2 separate regions of the Zea mays genome follow, and region 1 is linked to region 2. A link is a contact called in public Hi-C data. All regions are on one chromosome and are shown on one strand. Each heading gives the region's core, a stretch centred on a gene start, on an enhancer-like site or on the middle of the called end of the contact. The rest is flanking DNA. Distances are from core to core; before and after follow the strand shown. Region 1 holds the start of TRNAM-CAU (transfer RNA methionine (anticodon CAU)). Region 2 holds the start of LOC100194368 (nonsense-mediated mRNA decay NMD3 family protein).

The links. Hi-C and Micro-C count contacts between places; a contact is called where the count stands out from the background.
Region 1: a Hi-C map of bundle sheath shows a contact between it and region 2, with 3 times the contacts expected there. The contact joins the enhancer-like site here to the promoter of LOC100194368 in region 2. A contact is called at or near these places in 2 of 25 Hi-C or Micro-C datasets (bundle sheath and leaf).

The regions. Positions count from the first base shown.
Region 1 is chr1:100,842,734-100,849,984 of Zm-B73-REFERENCE-NAM-5.0, reverse strand. It overlaps TRNAM-CAU (transfer RNA methionine (anticodon CAU)), which reads right to left and starts at 4,961; the gene lies at 4,873-4,961. It overlaps LOC111590650 (U1 spliceosomal RNA), which reads right to left and starts at 5,922; the gene lies at 5,767-5,922. Within about 2 kb of position 1,829, at least 5 of the 20 cell types and tissues checked have an H3K27ac peak or open chromatin away from gene starts, as enhancers often do. A contact at or near this core is called in bundle sheath and leaf, where this site is marked.
Region 2 is chr1:100,557,158-100,563,899 of Zm-B73-REFERENCE-NAM-5.0, reverse strand. It overlaps LOC100194368 (nonsense-mediated mRNA decay NMD3 family protein), which reads right to left and starts at 2,210. Exons shown (of 2, transcript NM_001374348.1): 1 at 423-2,210; 2 at 1-189. The coding sequence starts at 2,016. The coding sequence ends at 439.

The DNA.
Region 1 (7,251 bases), core at 580-3,079, 290 kb before region 2:
CCCTGCCAAAAGAATCTTGAGTGGAAATAGTTGAGCTTCCTAAGGACTCCTTTAGGAAGGTGGAAGAAGGACATCATATACATCGGTAAGCTGCTGAGTACTGAACTAATCAAGGTCAAGCGTCCTCCGATAGACAGGTGTTTCCCTTTCCAGCTGCTAAGGCTCTTTTCAAAGCGCTCTTCAACTTTAGCCTAATCCCTAATTCTTAATTTTCTGAAATGGATTGGAATACAAAGGTAGCTGATGGAGAGTTTCTCTGGCTTACATCCAAAGAGTTCTATATAGTGTTATAATTTCTCTTAGGCAGCCCCGAAACAAAGAAAACCTCACTCTTGTGGAAATTGATTTTTAGACCTGAAGCTTGTTCAAATGCAAATAGAAGCAGCTTCATATTGCACGCTTTGTCTATGTCATGGTCCATAAAGAGTATAGTGTCATCTACATACTGGAGTATTGAGAGTCTGCCATCCACAAGGTGCGGAATTAGTCCCTCGAACTGTTCATCCAGTTTAGCCCTACTGATGAGAACTTTTAGCAAATCCACCATTATATTGAATAATATAGGGGACAAAGGGTCTCCTGTCTGAGCCCTTTTTTGTTTGGAAGTAGTGTCCAACATCATCATTGACATCCATCGCTACACTTCCACCCGAGATGAAGGTTTTAATCCAAGATATCCATTTGGGCGAGAAACCCTTCAAACGGAGTGCCTGGAAAAGAAAAGGCCACCACACCTTATCATAAGCCTTCTCAAAGTCTAGCTTTAAAATTACTCCATTATGTTTTTTCCGATGGAGTTCATGTGATGTTTCGTGCAGGATTACCACCCCTTCCAAAATATTACGACCTTTAATAAAGGCAGACTAGGTCGAGCTAACAACCTTATATGCCACTGATCCTAACTTGTTGGTGGCCACCTTGGTGAAGATTTTATAGCTCACATTCTGAAGACAGATTGGCCTATACTGTTGAATAACATTTGCCACCTGAACCTTAGGAATGAGGCTAATTTTTCCAAAATTGAGGCTAAACAGGGGGAGATATCCCTTGGCTAAATCCGTAAACATTTGCATTAAATCATCATTGACAGTTTCCTAGAACTGTTGATAGGATTCAACCGGAAACCCATCAGGGCCCGGAGCCTTATTGTGGTTCATTGAAAAGATAGTCTCCCGAACCTCGCTTTCCAAAAAATCTGTTATGTATTTCTTTTTAAACTATGTTTTACTTTGTGTTTGATAGTGTGCACCAGGGTAGGTTTTAAGCTAGCTTTGTCCCTAGATTCAAGCCTAGAATTTATATTAAAGACGGATCCTTTAGCACCGAGCATTACAACCGGGACTAAAGATTAGGGTCTTTAGCCCCTGATACCTAGTATGGGTTGGGAATCCGATAGTCGGTTCGCAACCAGTATGGCAGTACATATATATATGGATCAGCGTGATGTGATTCGAGTGTATTTTTACTCATCTTGTATGCATTTTCTCTGTACTTCGCTCCAGCTTGGCATGCTCATAGACCTGCTGCCGGATAGGGCTTTACCTGTACTGAAAAGAGGAGTAATTACGCTTCAAAGTGTTTCTTCTGCTTATAAAAATACCACTTCCGATGGCAGTATCTCCTCCCTTTCTTTTTTTTCTTTCCAATCCGTGGCGAATAAAATCAAACAGTTTCCTGTAAAATAATCCGTCTGTTCCGAAGACCACCGCGCCCATTCCCCTTCTAGAAGCCATATCTTGCGATTTTTTAATGTAAAGCAAAGGAAGGTTCAGTTCAGACAGCGAAGGCGCGGGAAGAGCGAATGGTCGAGAGTCGAGACACTTGCGAGCAACCAGCGGTGTCTTCGCATGCACTTCCTTCCTTTATTTCTTTCTTTCCGATTCTTCAACCCGGTCACCCACTGGTTTAGATTCCTCCAGCTGCTTTGTGTTGCAGCCACAGCTAAAATTAAAAAGCAAAAAAGGTGGTGGAAAATACATGCATCATGGATCACTTCACTCCGAGTCTACGTGTTCACCGAAAGAGAAGGAGAAAAAATAGCGGTGGTCCCTGGACCGGCAACGATCGACGAACATAAAAGTTTGTGCGCTCAAATTGGCTAGCAACTGTGCTCAGTGCTCTCATATACATGTCCAAATGGACGTGCTGGGCCAGCCCGGCACGGGTACGACTGGGCACGGCCCGACTCAGTCGTGCCCAGGCACGGCACGCCAGTTATACGGGCCGGGCCGGGCTGGCACGTGGGCCATTTGTGCTGCCCAGGCACGGCACGCCCAAGGTTAAACGGGTCGGGCCGGGCCGGGGGCATGTTTAGCCCGTTAGTGTCGGGCTAGGCTTGGGCCCAGTAACCAAATATACATAATATAACAGATTTAATAGAAATGCACATAAAATATCACATTAAACCATACATGTACACAGAATACATCAAATTTAACAGAAATACTTGTGGAGCCTTAGTACAATGCTGCCTTATTAAAAACCTTCCTAGGTAAAAACTCACACCTCGTGAGAAAACCCTAGGAAGGAAAAGAGTACAGCCAGCTCCTTAAATTATTTATAGGTTCATAGTTCAGTCCACAGTCCATATGAGCATATTACAATAAGAGAACATAAATAGGTAGGCCAAGAAAGAGAGAATGAGTTTAAGGTTGTTTGCTTTTGGAACTCTTTGGTGCTGCTTCCTTTCTCGCATCTCCTCCTCCTTCATGTTCCTTTCTTTTGTTCCCTGGTGATACTCGTTGCTCATCATCTAGGTACATATCTTCAAAGGTTGCTTCAAGTTTTTTGGTTTCCTTCTCCACAGTATGTTGCTTGTGCTGGTCAGCCAACTCCCAATCCTTGATACATGAGAGCATTTCCACCATGTCTATCGTCAACCGTCGTCGCCGCTCCTCGAGCACCCTGCTAGCTAGACTGAAAGTAGATTCTGAAGATATTGTAGAAACACGGACAGTCATAACATCTTTAGCTAGTATAGAAAGAATAGGGTAAGTTTGATTGTGGCGTTGCCACCACATAAGAATGTTGAAATCAGGCCCAAATTTAGTTTCAGTGTCACTATCAAGGTAAGAAGTTAACTCAAATAAACCAGTAGATGTACCAGTATTACTGTAATTTTCATAGCACCAAAAAAGTGCTATGATAAGGAACTAAATGTTTAAGCATCAGGAATGTTGAATTCCACCTAACATCCATATCTATTCCAAATTTACGTGGTCTAACACCAACACTCATGCAGTACTGTTTATAAGAAGCAATTCTTTGATTTGAAGAGTTTAAAAATGTTATAGTTGTCCTAAAGTCTTCAAGATATGGTTGCAAACGTTTCAAACAACTTTTAACAATCAGATTAATAATATGGCAAGCGCAACGCTGATGCAAAAAGATAGTACTCAAATCACTCTCATTCCTACTAGGTGCAGGTATCAAATGGCCAATATAACCAGAAAAGACAGGTTTATCACGCATAGGGACAGAGGTGCTCGCGTCGGCCGTTGGGCTTGTGGAGCCCGTGTATGTTCGGGTCGGTTGGGTCCCGGCGGCGTCCAGATCGATGGTAGCGGGACCAAGGAGGAGGCACCGAGCATCCTCTGCCTCATTATGTGCTTCAAGCCGCCGCTCCTCGACCACGGCATCGATATTGAGCTCATCGTCAGCCGAGTCCATGAACATGGCCACCGCCTTAGTCGGCTTCTCCGGCTCCTCACGGTGCGCGGCGCACACACAAGGCGCACACCTGAACAAATCAAGCTTATGGTTAGGGTTACGTGCTCACAGCGGCGGAGCGAGAGAACGAGAAAGAAGACGGCTCACACGGCGGCGGATCGAGAGAACGAGAAAGGAAAACGACACCTAGAGACCGAGAAAGGAAGACGACACACACACAAACGACTCACGGCGACGGAGCAAGAAAGGAAGAAAGGACCGAGAGAACGAGATTTAGGGTTACCTGCAACACCGGAGCACCGGATCCACCAACGACGAGGCATGCGACAGAGGTAGAGGAGCGAGCTTGGCGCAGATCGAGGTTTAGCCGTTTAGGGTTAGGGTTCGGGTGCACCGAACAAGCGGAGCGAGAAAGGAAGAGGATAGGACGGACCGAGAGAGGAAGAGGAAGATTAGCGCCGGGCCGTCGGTCGTCGGCCGGAGACCGGAGTTCTCCACCGGCGCCGACCCCCAGCAAGCGCTAACCCTAAATCTTCAAGCCGAGTCGCCCGCGACGCGAGAGAGGAGAAAGGAGCAGAGCAGGCAGCAGGTTCTGAAATTTGAAGAATGCGACCGCGTGTCCGCGGGGAGTCGGGGGGACGGACGCGTTTTTTACCCGGGCCAGTGCCGTGCCATCGCCTTAACCGGGCTGGGCCCGTGCCAGCACCGCGTGCCAGGCCGCCTGCCCAAGCACGGCACGCGCACCGGGCCGGGTCGGCACGGGCACGGCGGCCTGCATGCTGGGCCGGGCCTGGGCCGTGCCAAGGCGTGCCGGGCCATGGGCTACATATCGGACCCGCCCGGTTTGGACATGTATATGCTCTCATCGTAAAAGGCGAGATCTCTAGTGCCGTGTTCTTGTGGGAGCCGTGGCGTTGCCGCGTTGGAGGTGACGAGAGAAGGCCAGGAGGCAGTTGCACGCTCACGTCACATGGCGCTGTCTTCCGAACAATGACGCCCCCGCCCCCCTCTTCAACTTGCCCAAATAATAACCGAAGCAAGAAAAGACTCCTCTGCTACGCGCATCAGCTCAGCTGGACAAGATATCATCATGTCGTCGAGGCGAGCACAACTAATCAGAATATATATCTTTTTGTGAAGTCCCAACATCTACTCATAATCAAATCACATCAAGTCAGCGAGCAGCAAAAAAAACAAAAAACTTGGGGTGAGAGAGGCTCGAACTCTCGACCTCAGGATCACTCATCAGATAGCTATGAGACCTACGCGCTAGCCAACTGCGCCACCACCCCTTTGCTGTATTTGTTAACTTAGTACAGTTAAAGTTGTGTATACACCATGACAACGACAAAGGGAACACAGATTCGCAGCAGGTTCTGAGTGAGACCCCACTGCAATGGAATCAGCATCACGAATTCAACGGCAGCTGACGTTGCAGGACAGACGCACGCTGTGCACTGCCACTGCAAACTCAGGCGGGCTGGCGCGGCAACTTCACCTTCTAGATTTTTTTTTGCAAATGAAACAGACACTTGAATCCTAGCAATATAAAAAAATCTTGTCGCCATTAGAGATCATGATTCCTGTGCTACAGTAGATGGATTGGTTTGTTGACAGCTATCTTCGGTTACATGGATAAACATTTTCTTCTCGTTGTTGTCGTGGTGGTGCTCCTCGACTGAAGCCGTGACACCCTGTCCTTCAGCCAACCCTTGAGATGACACAAGAACTAAACCAGATAGCATAGCACATGGCAACCTTCAAAAGCAGAAGCAGTAAAGCCTATGCAGTCTGCTGTTCACATGTGATGTGAGGCGGGGGAACAGCCGCACAGACGGCTTGCCGACGCCCAAAACCGTACGGCCAAACCGATTAGGCTGCTGAGCACGGAAGGCTAGAACTGAGCCAACAGCTAGCGCGAACGCTGGAGCCAAGCTTCTCGTTCAGGGGAGGGGAAACGCTATGGGCCTGTTTGGTTCAGTTTTTTTCTGACCAGATTTTCTGAAAATCTGTCTGTGAAGAGAATCTGAGTATCATTACAATTACGTGTGGAACCTAGCTAACAAACTAGAGCCCTAAAAGTCTTCCATAGAATTGGTAGGGGCCGCATGAACGCGTACCCCTCTACCACAAATTATGACGTCCACTCTCCCACTTAGAAAGATGGTAGACCAGCGCACTCACCAAGTGTAATGTGAGCCACTTGTCTAGGCCATAGGTCTTCTTGATCACCCATCGACCTTCCACTGGCTTTCTTATATAGGTGGCTAGCTCGTCCTTGATTGCCAGCGGCGCCGAGGTGGGACTAAAGGAAAACAAAAACGTGGTGCTTTGCTGGGCCGAGAAAGGCGCAGCTAGCTAGCTGGGCCAAAAGACTGGTAGGTCTGCTGTGCCAGCTTCGATTTTTGGTACTTTTTTTTTCGACCGTGTATACAGCCTCTGTTGCTTATTTGTTGTATCATTGACTTGCTTTGCTTGTGTGAGGTTATGAACCTACGGCTTCTCAGCAGAAAATACTTTTTTTTCTAGTTGCATACGAGGGTAGGGAGACAAGTTTTTTTCTCTCTCTCTGCAACTAAAAATATGGTAAAGTCTTTTTTTTCTTCTGGACTTTTCTCATCTTCTTAATATATTGAGGCGCAGTTCTCCTGCGTTTTTCAAAAAAAATCATCTCTCCGGTAATATTAAATCCTGATCCTTGTCACATACCATAAGTCTCTATCCTATCCAATTTCAATACGAAGACCTGATCTATGTCCGCGTCTAAACCGAAGTCCTTGTGGAGCTCACGTATCTACGTCCGAGTACTGAGGTTTAGTCCACAAAATCATAATTGATGCAACGCAGTGGTATATACTACGTCCGTTCTCCAATATTTATCGCTCGTTATTTCATTTTTGACTAAACAGTGATAAATAAAAACACGGAGAGAGTGTCTTTTTAGGTAATAGGTATAAATCTCGTCTATAAATTCATACATGGAATTATGGATACACAAAATCAAAAGTTATATGAACTCTTAGGCCCCATTTGGTTTTAATAACTAAAGATTGTCCATTCATTTTAGTCTCATTTAGTCTGTAAATAACCAAACGGTGGGACTAAATTGCTTTAGTCCCTGATGTTTGTTTTCCCTGACTAAAATTTAGTTCGTGTCACATCTAATGTTTGAATATCAATTATACTTGTTAAATGTAAGCTTAATTTAGATTAATAAATTTGTCTCTCCGTTTAGTCTTCATCTATGTAATTAGTTTTATAATTAAACAACATTTATTACTCATAATTGTCATTCAAATATCTGATGTGATAGGACTAAATTATAGTACGATGGAACCAAACACCCTATTTGACTAAATCATATTAATTCCACCTTTTGCCCTCATTTATCAGTTGCACATATGGCGGGAGAATGTTAAGCAGCATTTTAGTCTTCTTATGAGTCATTTACTAGGTATGTGCTCGTGCATTGCCACGGAAATTAAAAATTTATATAAAACATAGATACAAAACGATAAACATCACTATGATATATAAAATCAGTGTGTCAAAATATCATCGTATCACTAATATTATATATAC
Region 2 (6,742 bases), core at 961-3,460:
CAAAAAAAAATGAAACTGAAAATTTGGCTACCAATAGAGTAAAACTGACAAAAAACACGGTTCCTACCAACAATTCGGTGCTGTCGATCCCAGTGGAAACATAGCTTACAAACCTAGAATAAACTGAAACTAGAGGCCAAACAACGCATTGAGCTTTTTCTGGCCATGCTTCTCCCTGTAGCTCTCAATCTATATTAAGACACAGAAACTAGATCAGACTAACTTATTATGGACATGTAAAGTTTTTTATATATACAAAAATCTCAATGTAAAGTCGGGCATGATTGTAACACCTCCAATGCATGATAAGGGTTGAAATAAAGTTGATTTGGAGAAACAGCAGAATTATAAACTTAAGCAGTACCACCAAAATTCTAACTTGTACCAGTAACAACGAAAAAAAACATATATGATCATTCTACCATTCCAGCATGAGGCTCATTCCACCATTCCAGCATGAGTGTTGCCTTCCACAGCTTCTTCCCCTTCATCATCCTCATTGTCACCAAGGGTCAAGTCCTCAATCAGCTCCTCGATTGGCACCGTAGGGATATCATCACCAACTGTTGATGCCATCTCAGACCTATAGTCCTCATTCTTGTACAGATTCACCCCGAACCGCATCCCTGGGTCCAGCTCCAAATCCCTGAGGAAAGCCTCGTACTCATCTAGCGTCTTCTCTTCCTCACCCTTGGCCTTATTTGCAGCATCTTCCTCCACCGGCAACCTCTTAAGCTTCCATCGCCGTGTGCGAGGCCTCTTCTCGTAGCTCTTCTTGACAAGAACCGCCTCAGGTAAGCTGTACCGAGTCATAGCTGTGTTCATGTCATCATCATTTAGGTTGGCACCATAGAGATCATACCCAAGGGCATGATCACCAGGGTTCAGCAGGTGCCCAAGATGCGTCCTCACAGTAAAGATGGTGTCATTCTTCCCGAAATCTGACACCCGGGCAACCTGAGCATAAGCCAATTGGTATCGAGACCCATCAATAGAAATTTCAGGCGATTCTTGTTCTATGTCGAGCACAATGTACTCCACAAGCTGCTTGCTGGTGAGAGTTGCCTTGAAATTATAGACCCTGTATTTTTTCTCCTCCAGGTGGTGCACTCGCAGCGTGAGGGGATCAAGAAGAGCAATGGCATTTGTGACCTTGACACAGAGCACGAGCGGGCCAAGGCCACCCATGTCCCGGGACGCCTGGGGACTGAGCGCGATGAGGTCCTCACGGCAGATAGGGCAGATATCGACCGAAAAGGTGTACTTGTAGTTGTAGACGCTGCTCTTGGTGTCGTGCGAGACGAGCTGCTTCGCTGTCTGAGTTTGGATAGGAGCGACGGTGGCAAGGAAGTCGACCAGGCGGGCGGCATGGGAACGCGAGCCGAAGAAGAAGTCGAGGCCGCCGGGGGCCGCCGCGACTCGGATCGCTAGGGAAGCCTGGCCGTGTTTTAGGAGGAGCTGCTCGAGGTAGAGGAAGGTGCGGCGGTGGGGCACGTGCTGGCGGAGCTGGACGACGGCGACCCACTGATCGGGGTTGGCCTGCGCGCGGGAGCAGGAGTCGCAGAGTCGGTCGTGGACGACGAACTCGACGGGGTGCGTCTGCTCGAGGACGATGCCGTGGAGCACCTCGCGGCGGAGGCGGAGGTTGAGGCGGAGGCGCTTAGAGTGGGGCTCGGAGAAGACGAACTCGGCGCCGGAGAGGGAGACGCGTAGCCGCGCGAGTGGGCGGTTGACTCGGCGGAGCAGGATCTGCATGAGCTCGGGCGACTCGGGTGTGGCGCGGAGCCAGGACCGCGGCGGCTGGAGGTAGGAGGAACAGTCGGGGCAGTAGACCACGGCGGCGTGGCGCGGGACGCCTTCGGTGATGTCGACGCGAGCGCGCAGGCAGCGCGCGCACATGTTGGCCGGGTTGGGCTGCATGGACACACCACACATGCAGCAGAGCACCGTGCCCGCCGTCGCCGCCGGCACGAACATACCGGTGCCGCCGGCCGCCGGCTCTGATCCTGGCAGCATCCTGATTACGATTGGATCAGACAGGGGATCGGGATGGAGGCGCAGGAACTACCTAGCGACCAGGGATTAGAGGAATTGGTGGAGAACTATCGTAGGGTTTTGTAATCGCAGGGGATGAATGCGGCGGCCGCGAGGCGGCAGAGGTGGTGACGAATGCGATGACGGAGTCCACGGTCGCGTGGGACGGTTAAGGATTGCGAGGCCTCCTGAATCCTGATCCTATATGGGCTTTTAGACCATGTCGGCTCATGGGCCGTGAAGTCTATGCTATGCTACCCTCCTCTTTGTAGTCACCACAGCGGTGGAAGTGGAATAGAACAGATCTGCTAACAAATAAACCAATTTTAAATTAACTGACAAAAAATGTTGTGAAATTAAGTTTGCTATGTAATCATCGTTAAAATAAAATATTAAAAATAAATTAAAATATTATATATGTATTTTATTATTTACTCTATCAATATATCAAATTTTAAGTTATAATTTATTATACATCAAGAGATCTAAAAAATTGCCAAATACAGATGATTAAAAACTATGAATTTTATCTTTTTTACATATCTTAGCATATGGTAAATTAAAACTTGATATATTGATAGAATAAATAATAAAATATAGGTATACTTTTTATATTTTTGTATGACTTTTGATAGTTTGATCGTACGATGATTGCACACGGTGAAAACATCTAGGCCCTATTTAGATTTCCATGGTTAATGACATTGCTAGATTATTATAATTAATATGTGTTTTTGAAAGTCACCTAGAGGGGGTGAATAGGCGAAACCTATAAATTATAAGCTTTGAACACGAACTTCACCTGGAGTTAGGATTAGAAACAAATAATAATGAATACAGAGTATGGAAGAGAATTTTTCTTGCTATGAGTTGCTCAATCAATGCGGATAACTTGAGGAGCTAACTCAAAGGATTGTGAGCAAGAGAACTTTTAGAGAGGGAGACGGGAGAGGGAGAATCAAATCACAAGTTGATGATCAACACAAATGAATACGATAATTTGTTTTCCGAGGTTCGGTTGCAATGAACCTACTCCCCGTTGAGGAGGCCACGAAGGTCGGGTATTTTTCAACCCTTTCCCTCTCTCAATCGATCACCTAGACCGATTGAGTGCTTCTTCTTAATCTCAAGGATCACAAAGACCCCACAAGGATCACCACACACTTAGGTGTCTCTTGCTAGCTTTACAAGTCACTTAGAGAGTTTAGAAGGAGATGAAGAAAACACGATTAAAAAGTCAAGAAACAAGAGCAAAAAATGAAACACGAATCACACTCTCTCAAGTCACTAATCACTTGTCTTAATTGTGGCACTTGAGGAGATTTGGAGCTCTGAATGTGTCTTGGAATGAATTTCTTGCTCTTGTATTGAATGTGGATGTATTGAATGCTTGGGTGTCCTGGATAGAGGTGGTTGGGGTTGTATTTATAGCCCCCACCATAATTATAGTTGTTGGACAGAAAGTAGCAGCTTTCTATCGACGGGCGCACCTGACAGTCCGGTGCACACCGGACAAGGCACTGTTCATTGTCTAGTGCCTGCCACGTCAGTCGACCGTTGGATCCACCAACCCCTGTGGCACACTGGACAGTCTGGTGGCACACCAGATAGTCCAGTGCGACCTGACGTCGCCGAGCGTTTCTGACTTCTGACCGTTTCTAACCCGGTGGCAGTCGACCGTTGGTGAAGTTGACCGTGGGCTCACCGGACAGTCCGGTGCACACCAGACAGTCCGATGAATTATAGCCGCGGATCGATGAGTTTTTCCCAAGAGCGGCCTGTTCGTCGGGCGCGCCAGCCTGGGCACCCGACACTGTCCAGTGCACACCGAACAGTCCGGTGCACAACAGGCTGCTACAAGTCTGACTCGCCCCATATTTATAGAAACAACCCAAGGGTCCATTTTTCTTACAGATGTATATGAACTTTATGCACCTGAGAAAAGATCAACTAGGCAAAATAGTTAGTCCATAAGTTTTGTGATGATCGCCAAACACCAAAATCGATTATAGGAGATGGTTGAGGTCATTTTCCTTTCAATCTCCCCCCTTTTGGTGATTGATGCCAATACAAACCAATGCAAATGCAAAGTATAGAAATGTAGCTAGTTTGCATTTTGACAGATGTGCATAAGTCACTTTGAAATAAAAACAATTCTAAGTATATATGACTGTTTTGATATAGTTATCATTTTGGACTACATTTGCACCACTTAGCTTGTTTTTGCAAATCTTTTGGAAAAGTCTTTTCAAATTCTTTTGCAATTAACCAATGGTATATGATTTCTAAAGGCATTTTCAAGTTTTGATAGATTCTCCCCCTTTTTCAAATGCTTTTCCTTTAACTAAATAAACCCCCCCTGAAAAAGTTCTCCCCTTAACTGTCAAGAGGGTTTTTGCAAATGCAATTTTTTTTTTCAGAAAACAGGGTGGTGGTGCGGTCCTTTGGTTTGGCCTATTAATTTCTCCCCTTTGGCATTAAGCGCCAAAAATAGAGAAATTGATAGGTCTTTAAAAAGATATGAAAGTAAATACATGAGTAGGTCAAAGGATACTAACGAATATGGAGCAGAAGCCTTGCCATTGCCTACAACTCCATTTCCCTGTCAATTCAAGACTAAGTATAGAAATACTCTTGGAAGCACATTAGTCTTAGCTTTGGCACAAAAAGAATAAGAAATATGCATTTGTACCAAATAAAAGAGACATGCCAGGATCAAAGGTATAAAATGAGCAATATGTGCAAGATTTCAATCAAAGTTCCGAGAATCTAAGATATTTAGTTCATTCCTAAGCTTGCTATAAGTCTTTTCATCCAGGGACTTGTTGAAGATATTGGCTAACTGGTTGTGGATGCTAACATAAGCTATTTTGATATCTCCCCTTTGTTGGTGATCTCTCAGAAAGTGATACCGGATGTCTATGTGCTTTGTGCGGCTGTGTTCAACAGAATTATCCGCCATGCGGATTGCACTCTCATTGTCACATAGGAGAGGGACTTTGCTCAACTTGTAGCCATAGTCCCTAAGGGTTTGCCTCATCCATAGTAATTGTGCACAACAATATCCTGCAGCAATATACCCGGCTTTGGCGGTGGATAGAGCTTCTGAATTTTGTTTCTTTGAAGCCCAAGACACCAGGGATCTCCCCAAAATCTGTCAAGTCCCTGATGTACTCTTTCTATCAATCTTACATCCGGCATAATCAGCATCATAATATCCGATTAGATCAAAGGTAGATCCCTTGGGGTGCCATAGCCCAAACTTAGGAGTGTAAACTAAATATCTCATGATTTTTTTTCACGACCCTTAGGTGGATTTCCTTAGGGTTGGCCTAGAACCTTACACACATGCATACTGATAGCATAATATTCGGTCGTGAAGCACATAAATAGAGTAGAGATCCTATCATTGATTGGTATACCTTTTGATCTACAGACTTACCTCGTGTGTTGAGGTCGAGATGTCCATTTGTTCCCATGGGAGTCTTGATGGGTTTGGCATTCTTCATTCCAAACTTATTGAGAATATCTTGAATGTACTTTGTTTGGCAAATGAAGGTGCCCTCTTGGTGTTGCTTGATTTGGAATCCAAGGAAATACTTCAACTCCCTCGTCATGGACATCTCAAATTTCTGTATCATAATTCTACTAAACACTTCACAAGATGACTTGTTAATAGACCCAAAGATAATATCGTCAACATAAATTTAGCATATAAACAAGTCTTTGTCAATTGTTTTAGTGAAGAGAGTAGGGTTAGATTTTCTGACTTTAAAACCATTAGTGATAAGAAAGTCTCTTAGGCATTCATACCATGCTCTTGGAGCTTATTTGAGCCCATAAAGCGCCTTGGAGAGCTTATAAACATGTGAAGGATGCTCACTATCTTCAAAGCCGGGAGGTTGCTCAACATACACCTCTTCCTTGATAGGGCCATTGAGGAAGGCACTTTTCACATCCATTTGATATAACATAAAGCCTTGGTAAGTAGCATAGACAAATAATATTCGAATTGACTCAAGCCTAGCTATGGGTGTGTAGGTTTCATCGAAATCCAAACCTTTGACTTGTGAATACCCTTTTGCAATAAGTCGGGCTTTGTTCCTAGTCACCACACCATGCTCATCTTGTTTGTTGTAGAATAGCCACTTGGTACCTACAACATTTTGGTTAGGATGTGGAACTAAATGTCATACCTCATTCCTCGTGAAGTTGTTGAGTTCCTCTTGCATTGCCATCACCCAGTCTGGATCTCTAAGTGCATCATCTATCCTGTATGGCTCAATAGAAGACACAAAAGAGTAATGTTCACAAAAATGAGCAACTCTAGATCGAGTGGTTACCCCCTTTTGAATGTCACCAAGTATGGAGTTGACGGGGTGATCTCGTTGAATTGCTTGGTGGACTCTTGGGTGAGGTGGTCTTTGATCTTGAATCTCTTGTTCATCCTCCTTTTCTTGATCAACCTCATCTCCCCCTTGATTGATGACTTCTTCTTGAGGTGTCTCATTGTCTTGATCTTGATCCTCTTCTTGAGCCAGCTCCTCATATTGAGTTGGTGGAGATGCTTTTATGGAAGATGATGGTTAATCTTGTGCTTGTGAAGGCTGTTTAGGTTCTTGTGGACACACATCTCCAACGAACATGTTCCTTAGCGCGATGCACAGAGCCTCTTCATCATCTAACTCATCAAGATCAACTTGCTCCA